2 separate regions of the Zea mays genome follow, and region 1 is linked to region 2. A link is a contact called in public Hi-C data. All regions are on one chromosome and are shown on one strand. Each heading gives the region's core, a stretch centred on a gene start, on an enhancer-like site or on the middle of the called end of the contact. The rest is flanking DNA. Distances are from core to core; before and after follow the strand shown.

Region 1 (4,426 bases), core at 937-3,436, 66 kb after region 2:
TCTGGCGCACCTTGTCTTGCGCGGAGACACGTTGGCGCTTGGCCTCGAGGATTTCTTTCTGCTTTTGAAGGTTACAGTTCTTGATGCGCAGGGCCCGTAGCTGTAGCTGTTCTTATGCTGAGATGCTGATGACTTCGACGTCCTCTGTGGCGTCCTTGCCCTCCAGTGGAGCGAAGCCTGGGGGTGGTTCTTGTGGTTGTCCTCCGGAGCTGCAGGTGCGGAGGGTGCCTTCGGGAGTGGGTTGATCATTGTGCTGTCTCTTGTTGAGTGCGTCGTCTTCGCAGGCTTCTTGGTGGGTGTTGTCTGCGAGGGCATTGCCCTTTTTCTCGGCTAGCAGTGCTGCCTTCGCTGCTTCGTTGACGGATGGGGCTGCCTTCGAGCTAGCTCTCTTGGGTGCCATCGCGGGTGGTTTGCTCGTAGCACGAATGGTGGGCGTTAAATGTTGGAACTTGCTCTCCTGGGCAAATTGATCCAACGGGGGGGGTGGTGGAAAGAGTGCAAGTAAGGTTTAACTCGAGATGACAATTGCTCTGTTAATCCAGCCTCTCAAGGGCACTGTACGGGGGTATTTATAGGTGCCCGAGTGCCCAACGTCTCGATGTAAGGACGTTTATGCCCTCAGGCACCTAGATTATCCCCAGAATATTCCCATAAGGGAGGGTTACAGACTGTCATTACAGAAAAGCTATTACAAATCGGGCACGTAACACGCTTCTCCGTGCGGGGCCTGTTACAATGGGCCGAATCCCACGTGGGCCTCCAGGTTGGGTGATGACGTGGGATGAGAAGCCTTCGTCGTAGGCCTTCGTCTTGCGGTGAGGAGGACGGAGGGTGGGCCATGCCGTCATCTTGCTTCCGATGGTGCAGCGGGGTCACGAAGGCCTAGAGCGAAGGGTAGCGCCTTCCCCTTCGCCCCAACAGGCGGTCTCCCCGTTCGGCGCAGGGGTCCTACTCGGCTGTGACGCCCCCAGTGAAGCCGAGGGTGCTGCCTCACCCTCCTCTGACGCCCCCAGTGAAGCCGAGGGTGCTGCCTCACCCTCCTCTGACGCCTGAGACGCGGGGTTTGTAAGAAACTTCTGAGTTTGTATATGGATATCGCTCCAAGACTTTTCGTTTTATTCTCTATCGTGCACTTTCTCTTGTGTTTCGCGTTCGCCGGCTTGTCTTTTGTTACTGAGTTCGTATCAGAATGCTAGTTACCTTTTTAGGAGAAGGATGGTGAGTGAGGAAGCAGTATACCGGAAGCGTAGGTGTTCCCGTGGCTCGGTTGACCCTTTCCTATCAGGATGTCCCTTTGTTCCTTTAGGATTTCGTTTTTCGACTAGGCCAAACACACAAAACTCATTTTTAGGAAAAAAAAACTTTACTGAGAAATAGTGGCACATAGCGATTCCCCCCTTTAGCCCCCGAGGGAGGCTCGGTCCGGTGAAAACAGGACCGAAACCTTTTTATTAATATTTTATTAATAAGGATTTGGAATACACGACAGCTTGGAATTCTAGGGATAAAAAGCGACATAGCTGTTGTACTTCTGGAGTTCTGGTGTATCACCACCGTATGCAGCGCCAATGAGATCTCTTTTGGACTGCTTGGCCCCACACTTCCGATGGACTCACTCACTCGGTCCGTCCGTTCCCCTCCGACGAGCGAGGCGAGAGCGAGACACGCTGCGCGCACGACGTCGGATCCGAAGAGTGCGAGGGCGAGAGCGACCGCGGATTCCCGAAGGCCATCGATTGTTTGGGCGAGGTGGGAGATCGGGGAACCTAAGTTAACCTTGGACGGCACACCTCCCCAGGTGCACATCGATTGTTTGCTGGTGGCAGGTGCGGCGGGCCCCGCGCGTGCCTCCCGCGCGGCAGGCAAAGCGGCCGCTGCGGTGGGGCCCGCTGCTCCCCGGCCCAGTGGACACAGCCCGCCGCTGCTCGTTCATGGTACCGCTACAGTAGTATGAGTGAGTCCCTCCCGCTGCGGCTGCGCCACCGCCGCCTCCCTCGGGGGGCAGCGTAGCGAATGCTGAGGGGCGTGACCGACGAGACGAGACGAGGCGAGGCGTGGGGCGCGGCGCGACGACGTGACCCAGCCAGTGTCAAGACGGACGCGGTCTGTCTGTCATCCGGACCAGTAGCAAGCATAATCAGCGAGTGCCGTGCCGGTCAAACCAGCTGCGCTTGCTTTGCTCGTGCAGCCGTGCAGGTCAGGTAGTACAGCACTACAGTGCGTCGCCAGTTGCGGTTGGCCTGGCCGGCGCTGTAGCAGCGAGCTTGTGCGCAAGTCCGGGCAGCAGTCAGCAGAGGTGGGCATGGGCATGGCACGCGGCGTGGCCCTGGAACCGGCACGGCACCCGCTCCGCTCACATGGTCTTGTAGTTCTGGTCCTCCACGCTCGAGTCTTGATCTTGACCACCCGCCCGGGCTGCAGCCTTTTTTCGCTGCCCAGCCCCACTGCTCCGTCCGTCTGCGTCTGGGGCAGTGGAACTGGATTCCACTGCTCCGTCTGCGTCTGCGTCTGCGTCTGCGTCCAAAAAATAAAATGCACTCGCACGCAGTATAGTGTTGCCGTATACTACTGCGTGCGTGCGTGCGTACGTACACGGACACGGCAATACACTACGACACAATATGATAGGGACACTGTGCTGTGCTGTACCTACTGCCCTGTGCTCTGCATGCACGCGTCGCGTCGTACTCCACGGCGACGGCGGCCAGCCGGATCGGATCGGATCGGATGTGCCGTCCCGGACCCGGAGTCCGTCCGTGCAGAGGCGGCCGATCGATACTACATATGGTTGTACATGCCATGAATGAACTGTATGCGGCTGATTGGTTGAGTGCCTCACGTGGGCTAGCATCCTGCGCGCTTGGCTCAGTGATTGTCCCCCGCGTCATCTCTACGGATGCAGGCTTATAGTGGAAAAAAAAGTTATAGCCTGCACGTCTACATGCTGGACAACATCCTTATATGCATGCAACCAATCAGGATCACGTGCTTGATTAAAGCACGCGGAGAGCCTGGTTAGCTCTATACAGGCAACCAATCACTTGGTATGTGGTTCCCTTTCCTTCATTTAATAAGAGGTTTGGGCAGGTACGCGTTGCGTGGCTAAATTATCATTGCATGTCCCCTGGATAGGAGATCAACGGGTGAGGCGTGCTGGTCAATGGTCGTGCTGCCGTGTGATTACGATAAGGGCCCGTTTGTTTCCTTAGAAATGAAACTCATTCCATGAATAAAATTCTAGATATTAGATTCCTAAAGAAAGTAATTCCTTAGAATTTGATTCAATTCAATTTTTTGTTTGGATGCTAATGGAATTCTTTTCCATGAATCAAATTCAATATCCTGTTTGGATAGTTATATATGGAATTTACATATTTAGAGGGAAGTAACCACATCAACTTGTACACGACAAAATACACCCGTTTCTTGTGTGCACATGTGCCTTGATGAGTCATATACATGTGCAATAGATTGGAGACAAGTTTTCACCCTACAATTTATCAAGCAGCATGCATCACGAGAATAGTAATAATAATGCAGATTTGTCTCAAATGTCTACATATCATTGGAACACATTACTTGCTACTCAATGTGATGTTCAATTCACCCAACATAAACTAAGACAACAACATCAACACACCCAGCAACAGTTGAATTCACCCAACCACAACTCGGTTCACTTTTTAACTTGCTTCAACAGCCATCTCTTCCTTATGGTCACGGGAAGTGCCAATAAGGACTCGTACTTGCGCGCATCACCTGTTAAGATATCAAACAAGTCTAAAAATGTGTCTTCATCTAACCCATCTATCTCCTCCAATGTGCTAAAAATTTCTTTTGATGTTGGCCCTTTTGGTGCATCATCCCTAATAGCTTCAGTGAACTTGTCTAATTTCTCCGCCATCATTGAGGTGGAGGAATCACTAGACCGCTGCCTCTTCAAGCTTCCTGAGGTTGTTGATGAAGTAATATCTTTACCGGTTCCCTCTTCCTTACTCATATCTCTCGCACCATCAGCTGGGGTCTTCGCCGCTTCACCATTTACATGAGGCATCTACAACAGATAAACCATACATCATAAGCACACTTGAACAAACATGCATATACAGTTTGTACGATTGAATGCACAACTGTTTGAAAAAAAGAACATGCTCTTAGCTATTTTTTAGTGATCATCAATCAGCATATATAATGAACAACTACACGTACTGCTGCAGAATTAGAAACACATTCCAAGCACAACAACTAAAAAATTGGAACAATTTCATCTGCTACCTCATCTCATTAACTAGATGACAAATAATAAAATCATTCTATACACATATATAACAAGAATGAGGAGTGAGCAGGCCAAGGAGCTAAGTACCTGAGGCGTGCGGTGCGGCGCTCGAGGAGGAGGCAAGTCTGAGGAGGAGGCGGCGCGACG
Region 2 (4,524 bases), core at 1,646-4,145:
CATGACGGGTATAAAATTTTGCCCAAACCCATACCCATGCGGGTTTCGGGTACCCAACGGGTTTCCCATACCCACTAACATCAACATAAAAAATAATTCATCATGTAAATGACAATCAATACATTAATAAGCTAGCATAAAAGTAACAAGTGATAACTAATTTTAGCCTAAAATTTGTTACATGAAGTTTATTTCAATTAGAACATATTCAATTAATAATATTATGAGACATATTTATAAGAAATGTTGATTTTAAGGCGGGTTTTAAAAACCCATGGGTTTGCGGGTATGGGTAGTGGAAGAACAAACCCATGCCCACGTACCCCGTTGGGTTTCCATTTGAACCCATTAACAAACCCATGGGTAGAGAAATTGACCCAAACCCATACCCTAATAGAGTAAAAACCCATCGGGTTTCGGGTAGCGGGTACCCATTGCCATCTCTAATTCAAAGCAGTGTCGTGCCACTCCGGCAACCTCTCGACATCCCAGAAGACCGAGTTGTCGGTAGGCAGGCTCCCAGAGTCTCAGACCACATCCACATCGACGTCGAGCTTCACAAGCCGCGGGACCTCTAGTCGGCCATGTACTTGGTCCGGGCCTTTGAGACCCACGCAGCTGCACCGCTGCTGGCCCCGACAGCAAGGGGCGCTGAACCCAGGGCTCCCAGACCACATCCATATCGACGTCAAGCTCCGCGAGCCGCGTCGGCAGGGCCGGCTCTGGGCATAGGGCCACCGGGCGCGGCCGCCCTAGACCCCCAAATCCCAGAGGCTCCACCCTCAGCAGTTAATCACATATAGAACATAATAGTTAATATTGTGTTATATAATCTAATCACCAAGTTGAAAGTTTTGAAGCTAAGCTCGCTAGAACCGCTCATATATATTCTATTCAGATTTTTAAGCTAAAATTATTGAAAAAACTATTTTTAAGGTCTATAATGTCTCATAAACGATTGAATAGTTTGGTCACCTTATATATTAAGAAAAAATATTAGATAAAATTAATATTAACACGATCATTCCAAATAAAATTTTGAAGAATCTTTTGAGGTATAGTAAAATGTATTTGGTATAATATTTTAATATCACATTAATTGTTATCAATATAATACAATATTATATATGTATATGCATACTCAAAAAGGTTATTGTACATTTAGGGGGAGATCAAAAGGAAAGTGGGCTCTATATTGTTTTGGTGAATAGATACTCAACACATGTTGTTTAGACTAACATAAGAAGTGAGTATAGTTATATTAAGCGCTCGGAAGAGGACATAGTGCAAATCTATACGGACCGAGTAAAAAGTTAAGCTATGGACACTTAGTCAAATATTTTTGTGTGCTAATCATATTTGTCTAAGTGTCAGGAACTTTATGAAGTCAAGACAAAAGGAGCAAAAGAGATCAAGAAAGAAAAAGGAAAACATGTGCTGGACTGAAGAACATCGGACAGTCCGGTGCCTCTCACCGGACAGCGGTATTCAAGTTGATAAAGAGATAATCGTGGTATTCAAGTTTATATTTGGATCACTTGAAAGGGGTTGAGTGCAACCCTCGTCCATTGAAACGCCACAACGTGGAGTAGGCAAGTATTCTACTTGATCGAACCACGGGATAAAAAATCGTCGTGTCATTTGTCTTTATCATATTGCGATTTTGTCTCTATTCACTTCACTTACATAATTGCTCTAAGTTTAATAATCACTTAGTGAAGAGCAATTAAGTGAAGAAGTTTACTCCTCTCATCCTCCTCTTTCGAACTTGGCTCTTGCTTTCACTAATCCAAAAATAGTCCAATTTTGTTTTGTCGAGCTGTTTTTATAGGATCACCTATTCACCTCCCTTTAGGTGCTATAAGGGGCCTAAATTTTTATGTAGACCACCGAGATTTCAGTTCTGGCCTTAAGCCGCGGGCCCTCCAGTACTTGGTTCGGACCTTCGAGACCCGCGTAGCTGCGTCGCCGTCGACCCCGACATCACGCGACGCTAAACCCCGAGCTCCCAGACCACATTCGCATCAACGTCAGGCTTCACGAGTTGCGGGACCTCCAGTTGGCCATGTACTTGGCCGGGCCTTCGACAGCCGCGCAGCTGTGTCACCGCCAACCCCGACAGCGCCATTGGTTTATCAAATTTTTTGCAACTATGGATGGGTGCACTAGATTGGGTTGTTTGCTTCGAATTAAAGTCAACTGTTTGGAGTGATGCATCTACAATCCATAGAGACAAAAATACTATACAAGCAGTAGAAGTCGGTACGGATTGAAGCACAACACAATCTAAAGACTAGCAATATATTATTGTTATGGATAGACTACACGTATGTTTATTACCGATCAAACAAACAGGAACTAAGGGCATGTTTAGTTTGGTGTCTAACTTGTCACACTTTGTCTAACTTTTCTACCTAAGGTTAGTTCTTCAATTCGAACGACTAATCTTAGGCAAAGTGTGACACATTTAGCCACGAACCAAACAGTCCCTAAATATCGGAGTTGGATGGTCGGGGCGCAGGCAGGAGGAGGAGAAGAAAAAAAAAATCAGGACGGAGGTCGTACCTGGTACGGTAGTAGATTTCACTGTCCCCATATTTTTTAATATTAAATTACTACGAAAAGCAGTAAATAAGAAAAAAAAGGAAAGGAAAGGAAAGGATCGGCAGTCCTTTTGCCTGCACGCCCACGCACCGACCACCGACCCGAGGCAGGCGTCAGCGGATGCCCCACCTGTCGCTGATCTTCCCTCCCATTCCCGCCACGACCACGAGAAGCGAGCCCGAACCGCAGCGCGGGAACGCGTGTGGGCCTCGGCCTAGGCCTAGGCGGTGACCCGACCTCCGCCGATGACGCGTGGGGCCCGAACTCCGCCACATGTGGTCCCGGGGGTGTGACCGAGCACGTCGCGGTGCGTATCGGCTAGTAATCCGGGGGATTCGGCGAGCGAGCGAGCACACGCCTCCTACCCGCTACGAGATTAGCGTGGCCTCCGGATCCGCTGCGGCGCGGCGGGCAACGGCCACCGGCTACCCCGGTAGCGGGGTCCCGGCGGTGGGCGCTATGGCCCTGTGCCTGTGCGGGCGGCGAGCGGGACGATGCTGCAATGCATGCTGCGCAGGTAGGAGGAGTAGGAGGGGGGAGCGGGTGGTGGGGCCGTCCCCCTCGGGATCCGGTGTTTCGGGTCGCTCGCCATCGCCGTGTGGGGTCTGGGTCTATGGTGTGGCGGGCACTGGGCAGCAGGGCGGTACGGGCGTCCTGGCGCGGGTCACGTGACGCGGCGGGGCCCAGAGCCGCGCGGCGACCGGCGTGTGTGGCTGGCTGGGGCGCGCGCCTGTGTTTGCGAGCAGAGATGGGGTGTGGTCTGTGGTGTTGGGGAAGGCAGATAGAGTCAGGCCCATCCTCGCCCACAGTCGCGCGGTTTTCCGTGGCCAGCTGTGGACGTGTGGGCGCTCAAATTTCTAGTAGTACTAATACGTATTTTCAAATTCCTAGTAGTACTAATATGTATTTTGGAGTATTTCCGTGGCCAACTGAAAATACGTATTAGTACTACTAGGAATTTAGTCCCTTTAAGTAAAGCGCGCAAGTAATTTCTTGCGAATTTTCAGTTGCGCGCCTTACTAAAAGAGACTAAATCATATCAATTTTATATTTTATCTCTCGTTTATTTTAGTTTCACTAATGACTGGAGAAAGTTGGTGGATGTTTTAGTCTTTTTATTAGCCATTTAATATGTTCTGAATACTTTTAGTGCCCTGAACTAAAGTAACCAAACAAGCCCTTATGCTCCGTAGACCTTATCGTACTGCCCGTGGTTTAACCAAACAAGTTTGTTTGCTTGCCTTGAGTCCATACCGGTATCTACTACTTCTATAGTGTTTTTTGTTTCTATAGATTGCAGCTGCAGCAGTCAGTTGAATAGCCCAACAACATTTGATGCAACAGCCACAAATTTTATAGAAATAAAATTTTATGTTATCTCTGAACCGGAGGCCTTAATAATTATATAATGGAGGAAGTAGTATGTACAGTAAGTAGCACACGCGCATCATGATTCATGCATTGCAACCGTTGATATAGTCGCGTACAATCGGGGGCAGCTACTACTCGTGCAAGTGTATATAATTGAGTGTCAAACACCAACGAATAGCGCGCGAGAGAGAGGGAGAGGGAGAGAAAAGAATCAAAATGTTGTTGTTTCGACGATGGAGATCACCTAAGATGCTTTTTTGGTCGGCCTAAACTCGGTGTCCCCAACCAACCTCTCCTAGCTAGCTTTAATTTAACAGGGTGCATTTAATTTCTTCATGAATTAATCTGGTAAACGCGGGTTTGCCTTAAAACGAAACCGGAACGGGATATACTGTATAGTTTAGAGCTGGTAGGTTGGACAAAGCCGAAGTTGGAGCATGCATGTTACTTATTGGAACCGGCAACGGCAAACGATCTGCACGTCCACAACCAAGCAACTGGAATACTTGCGCTGCTGCTGTCCTCGGCGTCCATGCCATTGCCATACCA

The links. A called contact is a pair of places that touch in the nucleus more often than the background predicts.
Region 1: a contact with region 2 is called in a Hi-C map of endosperm, with 6 times the contacts expected there. The contact joins two enhancer-like sites. A contact is called at or near these places in 8 of 25 Hi-C or Micro-C datasets (bundle sheath, ear, endosperm and 3 more).

The regions. Positions count from the first base shown.
Region 1 is chr4:25,513,990-25,518,415 of Zm-B73-REFERENCE-NAM-5.0, forward strand. No RefSeq gene overlaps it. Among protein-coding and RNA genes, the nearest start is that of LOC100382707, 5.9 kb to the right of the region's middle. Within about 2 kb of position 2,187, at least 19 of the 20 cell types and tissues checked have an H3K27ac peak or open chromatin away from gene starts, as enhancers often do. A contact at or near this core is called in bundle sheath, ear, endosperm and 3 more, where this site is marked.
Region 2 is chr4:25,447,781-25,452,304 of Zm-B73-REFERENCE-NAM-5.0, forward strand. No RefSeq gene overlaps it. Among protein-coding and RNA genes, the nearest start is that of LOC100274564, 24 kb to the left of the region's middle. Within about 2 kb of position 2,896, at least 18 of the 20 cell types and tissues checked have an H3K27ac peak or open chromatin away from gene starts, as enhancers often do. A contact at or near this core is called in bundle sheath, ear, endosperm and 3 more, where this site is marked.